Regions from separate parts of the Zea mays genome. Here regions 1 and 3 are each linked to region 2. Evidence: chromatin contacts called from public Hi-C data. All regions are on one chromosome and are shown on one strand. The core of a region is the stretch at or near the end of the contact, and the rest is flanking DNA. Distances in the headings are between cores, read along the strand shown. Region 1 holds the start of LOC100276763 (CD2-binding protein-related). Region 2 holds the start of LOC100278886 (MND1-interacting protein 1). Region 3 holds the start of LOC100193741 (Major facilitator superfamily protein).

The links. A called contact is a pair of places that touch in the nucleus more often than the background predicts.
Region 1: a Hi-C map of leaf shows a contact between it and region 2, with 3 times the contacts expected there. The contact joins the promoter of LOC100276763 here to the promoter of LOC100278886 in region 2. A contact is called at or near these places in 6 of 25 Hi-C or Micro-C datasets (bundle sheath, ear, endosperm and 2 more).
Region 3: a Hi-C map of leaf shows a contact between it and region 2, with 8 times the contacts expected there. The contact joins the promoter of LOC100193741 here to the promoter of LOC100278886 in region 2. A contact is called at or near these places in 4 of 25 Hi-C or Micro-C datasets (ear, leaf and tassel).

Annotation. Positions count from the first base shown.
Region 1 is chr7:105,609,886-105,614,388 of Zm-B73-REFERENCE-NAM-5.0, forward strand. It overlaps LOC100276763 (CD2-binding protein-related), which reads right to left and starts at 2,895. Exons shown (of 10, transcript NM_001150478.1): 1 at 2,719-2,895; 2 at 2,383-2,599; 3 at 2,164-2,289; 4 at 1,926-2,081; 5 at 1,586-1,715; 6 at 1,182-1,223; 7 at 423-719; 8 at 259-310; 9 at 33-110. The coding sequence starts at 2,795.
Region 2 is chr7:105,910,652-105,914,625 of Zm-B73-REFERENCE-NAM-5.0, forward strand. It overlaps LOC100278886 (MND1-interacting protein 1), which reads right to left and starts at 1,851. Exons shown (of 2, transcript NM_001152018.2): 1 at 204-1,851. The coding sequence starts at 1,601.
Region 3 is chr7:105,461,095-105,465,065 of Zm-B73-REFERENCE-NAM-5.0, forward strand. LOC100193741 (Major facilitator superfamily protein) reads right to left here and starts at 2,225. Exons shown (of 3, transcript NM_001138828.1): 1 at 1,792-2,225. The coding sequence starts at 2,088.

The DNA.
Region 1 (4,503 bases), core at 1,645-4,144, 300 kb before region 2:
GTAAATCAAGGATGAATTGGGGACAATTTTACCAGGTTCCCGTAGATGCAGAACCATAATATCCAGAGTTAGGGTCATAGTAATAGCCTGTGCTGCTGCTATAGTAGTAACTGCATGAGAAAATGAATAGAAATACACAATCAACAAATGCAATCTGTATAGACATTAGAACAATCAGTGTGGCTGATCTTTTTTTTTATTTTCAAAACAACCCATAATAATCTACGAAAAAGCAGCATAGAAACAACTATAGCCTACCCTGAAGAAGGATCGTATACATAGTCTGAGTCCACACTTCCATTATCGGCTTCTGCAGGAAGGAAAAAATATTTGTGAAAGAAAACACAAGAGTTGCCAGAAAGAAAGGGAAATGTGCAACAGATTTCCACAAAAGAGAAAAAGAGTCAAAGATGTGAACTTACTCTTCACATCTGAGGTTCCAGGTTTCAAACCTGAACCTACAGTATTGGCATCAGAACTATGTTTGGTATCATCGTTGTCATCATCACCAAACATGTCCAGGTTACTGTCATCATCATTGATTGCAGCAGTGGCTGTATATACATTGGCAGTCGAGGGACCAAGTTCCATTTCCAGTACAGATGATGGTTGGTCAATTTCCAGTGCAGATGATGGTGTCTGATTATATTTTTGGTCTTCAGAGACACCATCAACTTCTGGCAAACCAAGTCGAGCACGTGCCAAACGTTCATACCCAGCTGCAAAGGCAAAAGAGGGAGTAAAAATCAAACAAATTTCTTGAAATGACAATTTTAAGGAAATGACTAAGTAAGCAGTAAAGTACTGTAATGTGCGTCCCTAGGTAGGTCAGGTTGATGTCTCAAGATAAACATAGATCAAGTTATGCATAGTGCCATAGTGGTGCTAACTTCAGGGATACATGACAACATTAAACATGCAATCAAGCGATAGTACTGCACCTCATGCATTCACAAAAGCAACAGCATGACTGTTTCCATTGGGGGAAAGGTAGAGATAACCTTGATAATGCAAAACCTATGTATTTTGCATTTTTTTACTCAAGCGATGATAAAAAAAATCAAAGACGGTGATCCTTTTGTGTGCAATCAGTTCGCTCTGATAAACCAGTACCATCAAAGCGAAATTAGGTGGTCATGAAATGGAATTTCCATATGCTAGGAAGAAAGAAAACAACTAACCAGCCTCGCGTTCAAAGGTCTCACGATCATCTGAGTAAACATCTACATCAAAACGTGCACAACAGGGAATAAGTCACATTGACACTGAAATGACAAATGTAGGGACAAAAAAATATGAAATACTCCCTCCGTTTCAAATTATAAGACGTTCCAACACACTTGAAGAGACAAAGTATCCCAAGTTGACCAAAACTATACAGAGAATTATAAAGGTTTATGACATCAGATAGGTATACTATGAAAATATAATTAATGAAGAATCTAATGATGCTTAGTTGGTCCCATACGTTATTATTTTATCATATAAATTTGGTCAAACTTTAGATGCTTTTACTCTCCAAGAAAGTTGGAATGACTTATAATTTGGGATGGAGGGAGTAAAATTTAAACAAAGAAAAGCATACTATAATCGCCGTTCTCCATTAGCTTCATGGCAGCTTCAGTCAATTCATCAAATATACGTTTAGTCCCCTCAGCCATCTTTCCACGTTTATCCGTGGATGTACCCTTCAACCTTTTCAAGGCTTGCATTATCTAGCAGTCGTTGTACAATATTTAGTGTTGTAAGTTTAGATATTTTGATATATGGGAATCCATTGAGGAAACCAAGTATAATTCAGTAGCTAAGCCCAAAATAGTAAGTCAGTAAAGTAGACACAGGAACTAAATGCTATAAATTGTTGAACAATAAAGGACAAAAAATGGACTGCATAAATATTTGCAAATGATGCAACAAAAACACACCGTTTCTCCTGGCTCAAGCAAGTTTGCTATCTGCCTTTTTAGCCTCCCAATGTCATCGGAAGAGAGGTCCTCAAACTCGTCTACTTTCTCTTTGCCTTTGTTCTGAACCTTTGCAGCATATGTTGGGTCAACTTCCACACTGTCCAACCAAGCATCCTACAAGACAAACCTGCTTGTGTCACCAATGATAACTTCTTATACTATAATGTTAACGATGCTAAACGGAAAACCTTCATACCTTAATCTCATTGCCTCTTGCATACTCCACAAAGTTCCCATTCTCATCGAAATACCCTTCTTCCCTTTCTCGCTCCAAGTTAAACGGCTCTATCCGTATACCATCGTCAACAAAGTTAACACTGTCCTGTTGAGAGCCAAAACACAGCTCACCTAGCATTCATTTGCTGTCAATGTTAATAAACAGGGGAAAAGAGGCAAGCAGAGAAGCAGCGCATACGTTGTAGCGGACTTCGAAGCCCTTCACCTCAGCGGCACCTCCCTTCGCGTCGTCTCCCTCCTTGAGCTGGACGTGGCGCTGCCGCGCCCGCCGCTCCGCCGCAAGCTCCGGATTCAGCATGCTGTCGAGGTCCACAGCGTTGCCAGAGGGGCCTCCCTCCGCACCGACGTCGCGGTACTTGGCCTTCTTCCCCTTAGGGAACCGCGGCTTGCGCTCCCTGCGAGCGCGGCGACAGACACAAAATCAACGTGAGCCCTGCTAGGGCGTGAGACCAAAACCCTAACCAGGATAACTTGACGAGAGGGAAAGCAAGGGAGAGGTGTCGGGCCGCCTTACAGGCCAGCATCGTCGTCATCGCCTGCAGTGGCGGTGAGAGGGCGCTTGGTGCCACGCGACGGCTCCGTGGTCTCCATGGTTCGGCGGTGGCGATGGCGGCGGCGACGGAGGCGAACGGGGCGGCGTCAGCTGCGAGAACGTGGGACCAAAACGAGACGAACCCAACGGAGTTCGAACTCTAAACTGGTTTGGGCTGCGTGGATGGGCCTAGGTGGGCAAGCAGTTTATTTTGGAGTGTTTGGTTGGTGGTGACTTTATTTTTCTACTAGCAAATGTGTCTCTACAATATAACTGAATAAATATATTAGAGCAACTCCAACAAATCTGCATATTCGATTCATAAACTATATTACAGAAGAAAAAAGAAAAACATAGCTTCAATAGCTCTCTAGACCCGCTCCCAATCCGCACTCGTAAACCGAGCTCTACGCTGCGCATATTTTCGCCAACGCCCGCAACTCAGAAGCGTCAGAATTTCCTTTTCCCACGTTGCCTTCGCGCCTCTGCTGGGAGCGCTCGTCATGGGGCCCACCATCTAGTTTAGCCCGCGTTGCTAGCCTGCTCCATGACCGACTGCTGCTATTGCCTTGCATGCGGCAGTAGAAGACCCGCAGTGACCCATTCAAAACGATTTTAAGGAAATTATTGATAGTTATTGGACTATAAACTTTTTTAGGGGTTTAATATTTTAAAGAAAACCTAATTTTTATGTTTTGGGACTTATTGAAGTTGCTCTTATACAGTCATGATAACTTGTATAGCTCGAAGATTTATTATAATACTAAGTAAAACGCAAGCACGTGTGAAGAAAAAATATAGCACTTTCCGAAAAATATAGCACCAATTATTTGTATGATTTTTATTTAAAGTTTAAGCTAGATTGACAAATCTTTAGAGGACAGTGGAGCAAAAAAAATGTTGTCTCGTCTTCAAACGCCTGAGATACCGAGACCATATATACTTTGTTCTTGCAAAACCAAAACATTTGATACAAAAATTCGTGAGAGATCCTTAAAACCGGTTGGTGGTGCCATTTTTGGGCGCCAATCACTGCGTGAGAACAGGCGGCGGTGCTCTCTTCACAGGCGCGAACAGTCCGCAACCTGGAGTAGGGTTTAGGGTTTTCTGTCTGACGGCCGGACGGTCCGCGCGTGCGCAGGGACGGTGAAAGTCACCGGCGGCGCCTGGATCTCGCTCCCGGTAGGGGTCCCGTCGGGGATGAGAGATCCTAGGTGTTGTCTAGGTTCGGCAGGCCAACCTAGACTCCTCTAATCGACGTAGAGTCGAAGAGAAGCGGAGAATTTAGGGATTAGAAGGCTAAGCTAGAACTAGACTACAACTACTCCTAAATGTACAAGAAATAAATGCGAGATAAACCGGTTATTGATTCGATTGATGATTACAAATCGGACGTATTCCTCTGTATTTATAGAGGAGGGGGGCTGGACCCGTTACAAACAAACTCCTCGAGCTAATTTCGTGAATCTAGCCAACAAACACAGCAAGAAACTCGGAACCCTAATCGGTTCTGCGCGCGCGGACCGTCCGAACCAGCGGCGCGGACCGTCCGGACTGTCCGGCCTCAACTTGGTGCTCAACATATGCCCCCTGCTTTTTGGTGGAGCTGAGCAAACCAAAAGCAACTAACTCAATATGATCACATCAGTTTTCTTAAACATATTGTCACATACTAGGATGGTACTGCTTGAGAAAACGTGCATTTAAAGCCTTGGACAAATCTTTGCCTTGCAATGTTTACAGTAAATAGGTGTTACCATATATTAC
Region 2 (3,974 bases), core at 601-3,100:
GGATGTGCTAGTCCTATGAATGAATATACAAAACACACCACAACAGTAGTCTCATACAGCTATGCTGAAGCATAGATATTCAATCTATCCTAGTAGAAAGCTTCTGACATAAGAGTCTTACCACCTAATACATAACAAAACAGAAACATATGGAATTATAGTATAAAAGAATCGAAATGATGAATGTGCGAGTTCTTCCTAACCTCCATATTTTTTATTGCCTTGTTGACCTCAGCAAGCTCCCTTTCAGCTTGTGTAATATTTGTCTTGCATTCAGCAATGTCCTCCTTCAGCTTCGCTTTCTGGCGCTCCCAGACTTCAAGCCTTTTGCTATCCTTCTTCTCTTTCCTTAAGAGACCCTGGCATTGTTTTTCAGTCTCTGATGCACTCAGTTTTGCAGCTTCCATCTCAGCACGTATCTCTGCATTCTCCATTTCCAGCCTCTGAACTGTTGCATTACTCCTGTCAAGCTGCCCACTCTTTTTCTTCAGCTCATTCTCCAGATGAGCAAGGCGCTTCATTGTGTCATCCTCCATCACCTGTTTTTCCTTCTTACGCCGCTGGTTCTCATCATGTTCCATCCGCAGCACACGCAGCTCAGTAAGATCAGCACCAAGCTTGCGAGCAGCCTGTATCGCCTTTCCCTGTGCCCATTCCTTTCGCTCCTTAAGCTGCGTCTCCATCTCTCTTGTCTGCTTAATGAGTTCACGCGCCATCTGGTTCTTTGGGTCAGGGTTCGCATCTGGTGGATCCTTCTTGTCAATGTCCAGTGCCTCAAGCTCCGCAACAACAGACTCGATGAGTTCCTCAGTGGAGAGCTTCTTGGTAAACGATTCCCTGGGCTGCCCTTCTGGTGCGGCGCCACTAGATCGTGACCACCCGGCGGCCTTCAGGCAGGAGATGGTGGCTGCAGCGGGACCCTGGCATATCGCAAGTCTCATGAAGGCTTCTGGGTCAAAAAGAGTGGGGTCCTGAGCAGCTGTGGCTGTGGTGTTATGATAGTGGATGTATCCACGCTGTGCGGTCTCTGCCACGGCTGGGAGGTGCTCCTCACTCTCAGCAATAGATGAGGGTTCACCATTGAAAGAGCTGCTTATGGCGATCGCCTCTTCAATACGGAGGTCACTGGAGAGAAGGCACCACAAGGCCTCGGCGCGGGTGAGGGTAGGGCGGCTGCTCTGGAGGAGGCAGACAAGCCCCGCGAGGGAGTATTCCTCGAGGCGTCGGAGGTCGGCGAAGCCGCCGGCCGCGCTGGCGTGGCCAGGATCGGAGAGGTAGGCGCGGGCGTTGGCCACGATGTTGGAAACGGGATCGTTGAGCTTGCCGTAACAGTGGCCCGAGTGGAGAACGGCCTCGAGGGATGCCTCCTCGCCGTGGCCGAGGTCGGCGAGGCGGGCCAGGGCCGCCGCGTACGCCTCATCCAGCCTCTTCAGCAGGCGCTCCTCAAGCTCGTCCGCCGTGGCGCGGAGCCACGGCGCGGCATCCTCTCCGACGGTCAGATCGGGATCGGAGGCCGGCGGGGGCGCCTGTGCAAGCCCCGCGCGGGCGGACCGGCCCTTCCGGGACGAGCGGCTACCACGCTCGCGGGGTTGCCCTGCCATCCGAGCGCGAGTCGGGGGCGGCGGGAGCGGTGGTAATAGGGTTTGGAGGATGGATCGGAGGTGCTGGTTGGCTGTGATGGGGGTGCGGCGGCGCGGAGACCACGTCGATGTGTGCGAGTGCGAGGAAAATGGCGAGTGGACGGAAGCGAGGAACAAGAAGACCGGAAGGGGAACGAAGGCCTTGCTGCTGGGCTCGATTGGGCTTTTTAGTCCTTCAAGCTGGATAACTTAGGGCTTGGGTTTGTTTGTGTTACTGCTTCCGCATCCCACCGATCTCCGGTTGCTGCTGTAGGGCAAGCCCAAGCCTAAGCCCAAGAAGAGCACGAGAGGTCGATTCGTTAACTTTCATGGAACTGTGTCCAGCAGTTTAACTATATAAGAGCAACTCCAATAGTTCTCTAAAAAAGAGCTTGTTAAAATCATGTTTAGTAAGTTGCTAAATAGCTATTGAAAGTAAAAAAACAACTTAGTCTCCAATAGTTGCTCATATTTAGGAAGTATTTTGAATCTAGCTTTGGCAGCCCTGCCTCGCATGAGATCTGGCTGACAATAAGGTTGAGAGCAGAGGATGTCGAGGACAGAAGAGAAAAGGCCGGTCGACATTAACTATGAAGGAGTGGTGGTCCGGTGGCGCAACCTATGAGGAAGTTGGGTTCGACGGTGAAGGAGAAACGTGTGTCACACGCGTTTGACCTAGCTACCTCACTATGCTAGAAAGTGGAAGAAGAGTGTGCTATACCTGGCTACCTCAGTGTGTGGGAAAGGGAAAAAATAATCACGCTAGTGTGAAGAAATTAACGCCAAATGCATTTAGGGAGTTCGTATCGAGTTGCTAAATTTGAAGAGTAAATAGAGTTGAATAGCAACTTAGTAAATTTAGCAAGTCTATTTAGAAAACCATTGGGGAAGTATTTTTCTGTTCACTTTTTATATTTAAGATTTAGAGAGTTGTTTAGAGAACTATTGGAGTTGCTCTAATCATCTAAACCACTATTTTGTACTGTAAATTATATAGTTCACAGAATGCATTTAAATATAGAGACATGAATGTGTAAGCTGTTGAAGATAGTCTAAGGCTAACTCCAACGAGAACGTGCAAAAATGGAATCTAAACACACATTTGGATTACGCGGTTAGCCAAAAGAAGATACCTAAATATTATCGTGTCCAACCAGGTACCCAAATACTCTCTCCGATCTTTTTTTGTCGTGGTTTAGTTAAAAAATAAACTAGCGGGTGACAAATATTCGAGAACAGAGGTAGTATATAATTGAGAAGATGATCATCTATATAAAGGTATTCTCCCACATCGCATCTAAAATGGTATCTAGTATAGGTTACCTGTTAAAAATGTTATAGTATCATTTATATTTATATAATGGTTTTAGGTGCCTTGATATGTACTCTGTTGGAGTCAGCCTAAGCAAACTGTAGTGGGTGTCTCCTATGTGTGACGGTGTCTCCTATGTGCGTGTGTAAGGTTGTATCTAGCAGATCGTGCATATCGTCGTGTAAAACAATGATTTGCACTGTAGATGACATTGTTTGCAGAGTGGAGTTTGAAATAGAAAGTAGGATAAGGGATGGAATAGGCGAGCTGCTGGATACAGACTAAGAGGATAGTGGATGGTGGAGGCACCCAAGAGAAGTCAAGTTCTTCTACCTCCCATCAGGTTCTCACCTTGCTAGTATGAAGGAACCTATCTCTGTTCTCAATCTCCTTCCCTAGATTGCATAGGAGTAGATGGTTAACAACTCGGTACCAAAAGCTACCGAAAACCCACCCTACATCCCACACCATCGCATAGTCAATCTATTGGACTCCAACGATCCAATAGAGAGTCATGGAGCCCAACATCATATCTGCCTTCGAAGAGGTTCTACAGCGGTTCGATTTCTTCAACCATGGCTAGCCCTATAGAGGGGCATGGGGTAGCTACCCTAGGCCCCTAAAGGTATGGGGCCTCAGCCCAAGTATCAAATATGCATCAAGTATATTGTATACTATATATCCGAGACTGAGAAATAAATCAATGTGGACCTAAGAAACGAATTGATGCCCTCATGCTCTCGTTGGATGTTGCCCCAATTCCACGCCACTGCACGGTGTGGTGTCCGCTGCCATTGGCGCATTCACCAAGAGACTGAACTAATTCATCAATTTCCTAACACATGGTTCATGATCTAAGCTAGTTGCATTGCACTGTCACATGTCACATCACCTCAGTATCATGGATTTTCTGACACATGGCTCGTGACTCACTTGGCATGAGATGAGTTGTTCACGAAGGTGTTGTGCGGGGTAGGTGGCCTGATCCTAAGAATTAGATTTCTCTTGAAGAAGTTGGAGAGCTAGAACTTGAAACTACTGCT
Region 3 (3,971 bases), core at 975-3,474, 450 kb before region 2:
GGTGGTCTTTTTACATATGGTGCTCATGCTCCATTTCGTTGTCCCCCAAGCACGGTAGTGCCACTAAGCAGCCACAGAGATACAGCCTCCAATCGGTCCATGTACTTCAGTGGCTCACATTTTCAACAACGACGGGACTAGACTACGATAGAAGACGATAGACTAGTAAGTACACATATACCTTTATAAGTTTCACACTTAATTTAAGCCGAGAACTTTTTTTTATTTCATAAATATATGGTTGTATGCATTGCTACTGCACTCTGTTGACCCTGGGGGCACAACAAAAAATGATCGGCCTTTTTGGGGCCAAATAGTGTTATGTACAACTCTACCACAGAACCTCGTTAACACCGTACGGATAAAGCAGCTCAACAATTGATGGTTTACGAGCAATTCAAAAGCCACCCTCTTCAACATCATTTGCTACTGATTGTCCGCGGTCTGGACAAGTGGATAGATGATAATATGCTACTCAAAGTGGCAAAAGAGAGCTTCCACAACAAGATCAGTGAAATGGATGCCAAGGTGGAGCACATGTGACACGCTCTCCGTTATCTACCCAAGAGATGCATACGACTTAGTGATGACGACTCCAGCGATACGAGCAAATGATCTTGTCTCAATATGGATGGCGATTATAGCTCCACACGCTGGATAGTGTTGAATCGACACGCTATACTAGCCATGATAGGACAAGAGCACTACACTAAGGTAAGGGCTATCAAGGAGTCCCCTACCAAGAAGAGCATGGTGAAAAACTCTACAAGGCCAACGAGGAGATAAATCAATCAAAATTGTACAACCATATCACCAAGTTGTTGGATCAATCAACCGCTAACTTGGATGATGACATGAAAAGAGCTTAAAGGTTAGCCATAAAAATGGTCAAACAATTAAATATAAATGAGGAATAGTACGATGAGGATGACAATGAGAAGTACTTTTATTTTTTAAAAAAACTATGTAGTTTTATTTTATTTTTTGCATTTTATTTATTTGTTCGAATTATGATTTATTAAATTATGTGCTTGATTAATTTTTTTCAAGCAAAACGTCGTGTTTGGTATTAAATGAGAGTATGTAAAAGAAAGGTTAATGTTACCGTTGATGGTATATATACACTAGAGTGCTATGATAAATACGAGCAGACAACGATTGATAACACTGATGGTAATATGATCGATGACTAATGTGGTGGGCAGTATATATAGACCGAAAAGGTAGATCTTGCCTTAATCCAAAAGATACTGAAAGTCAACGGCATATCGGTGTCAGACACCACCATCGTTGTGAGGAGGAAATACTCTTCTTTGTCCTGTCATTATACGTCGAGTGAAAGAATTCAAGAGATGATAATAAGGGATTGCTTCTAGGTTGTTCCTTAGTCAAGTGTCAGGTATAAAAATTCCACTTCGAAAACGAAAGATTGGCCAAAACGGCCTTTTGTCATTCTCCTCCCATGATTCACGGCCTCAAGCATACTTTTCACAAGCTCGATACCGATATGATTTCTTGAGAAAAAAAATCCCGCACCCTTCAGCAAAATTTAACCGCTGTACTTTGCTGGAAAATTACGGAGTAACCCCACCTACTTGGTTGAGGATGATGAACCAACAGCAGGAAAATGTTGGACATGGGACACACTACTTGGAGTCAAACCGAAAGACAGACAGCTGAAACAATCTGAACTTTCTAACCGCAGCAGCACACAGCAAGCACTCGCTATGTATTCTTGCAACAAACGGAACAATTAGCAAAGGCATATCCAGTGGCGGTCGGGCGGCTGACCTGGAGGAAGGTGTCGGAGACGGCGACGAGGAAGGTGGCGGCGGCCCAGAGGAAGGCCCCCAGCGCGATGACGTGGGCGCGGTTGTGGCGCGACGCGGCGTAGGCCGCCACCGGGTAGCAGGCGGCCTGCACGATGGAGCGGTACAGCGTGAGGGCGCCGAGCCCCGTGGGCGTGGCGTGCAGCGCGGCGCCCACCTCCCGGTACACCGCCGGCAGCAGCGCCTCGTCGGCGCGCTCCATGATGGACGCCAGGTTCACCAGCACCAGCGTCCGCCGCTTCTCCGGCGGCGGACCCATTCTTCTGGTACCTGCACCCTCTCTCTCTCGCCTCTCCTGTTCAGGCCGCCGGACGCTCAGCTCCGGCTTGGGCTATCGCTCCGCTCGGAATGGCCGCCATTAGTCAGCAACTCAGCAAGCAAGCAAGTAGCCAAGCCACCGGCGGGCGATCTGGGTCTTCTCTCCTCGGGAGAATTTTTATATTTACCGCTCGTCTTTGGTTCGAGTATAGCCGTGTAGCATATGACACGTGGGCCATCTTACATGTGGGATGTTATGTCAGTGATGGAGTCAGGTACGCTGGCAAGTTGGGCAAGCAGGCAAAAGCGACTAGCGACGAGCGAGCTAGGCGAGGTAGTTGGGGAGCTTCCCATTGGTTGGTTAACTGAAACCCCATGGGTCCCGACTTGTCAGTAACACAGGCAGAGCCTATACAGGAGTTGGATGCAGAGGACGGTGTCGCGCGATTGTTTTTTTTTGGGTGAACGACGAGAAAACTATTTGTACGATGCTACGTATGCGCGCGCCCTCGCGCTGAGGGTATTTCTGCAGTACATACGTTTAGTTTTCGGACTGAAAAGCAGTTAAAAGTCATATACAACGACGCAGCACAGGACAAATTTAAATACTACTAGTCGGTTGATCGTGCATTGCGACGGCTCACAACAATACTCACGTAAATTATCCACCAAAAAGATCTTAAGATTTTTTATTATTGTCTCCACTCTCCGCATAATATTTTTTTTAATTTGACTAACTGATGTTGTTATTTACTTCATCCAATATGTCTTGTTACAACACGGTCAATGAAGGGAGCGATTTAAAGAGAGTTCACAATGACTGACTAAACGAACAGAAATTATAGAATGACATAATTCCACCGTACAAAGACTAAATAAGAGAAAGTTTATGAGCTCAAGTTTCTAAAATAAGTCACATGAACTCAAACTTATAAACCTAATGCATACAAGAGCCAAGAACACAAGGGACGAGCACCATGTGGTAGTGCCCGCATTGAGCTCCAAATCCTAACACATATTTTACAGGATTCATGAGCCATCATCAGAAGAACATAAACCATGTGCAGACAATAAATAAAGTATTAATACACCTAAATTATGTTCAGTCCTTAACACAACAAAAAACTAACACCTAAAACAACAGAGGAACAACACAATAATTTTTGCAATGACACAAGGATAGGTGATAGGTACATAGAAGTGCTAGAAGCATACCGAGTCGATACAGTTATAAGGGAAAGGCCATGTAGACAGGCGATGTTGAGCCATCGAACGGGTATCATAGACAGCAAATCAAGGACCCCCATCGCTCGCCTCTCCCACTTCTAAGGTTTCGTAGAGCAGGAAGGGAAGGAAAGAGGCGGGCATACCTATTCGTTGCTGGAGAAGGACACGACGAAGACCTGGGCATTTGGAGGCGACATAGATAGTATACCGCTAGATACATATAGGGAGAGAGCACACAAGCGGAGAAAGAAGCCCAAGCGGAGCAGCTCCAAGTCGAGAGGTACCCGCACCAAGCGTCAGACCGAGAAGGGCGAGAGAATGCGAGTGCCTTCCGAGCCCTGTACCAGCCGAGGTGACACACCACCACCATCAACTTTGTAGCATATGTCGACTGTTGTCACGCTACATGCCTTGGTTGTCCAATATCTTAGACTTGGACTCCTCATCGCCAAGATAACCTAAGCATGACAGACGTCACTGTGTCCTCCTCGGCGTCACGCATAGAGAAAGGCCAGGAGCAAGACCGACTCACCCCGTACCCTCGTTTACAAGCATCGGTCGACTTGCGGCTGCGACCATGGGCGGGGGCAGTAGGTTGGGGAGGAAGAACAACGAGAAGGCCGGGAAGACGAACGGGACGTCCGTCGACGGTGAAAA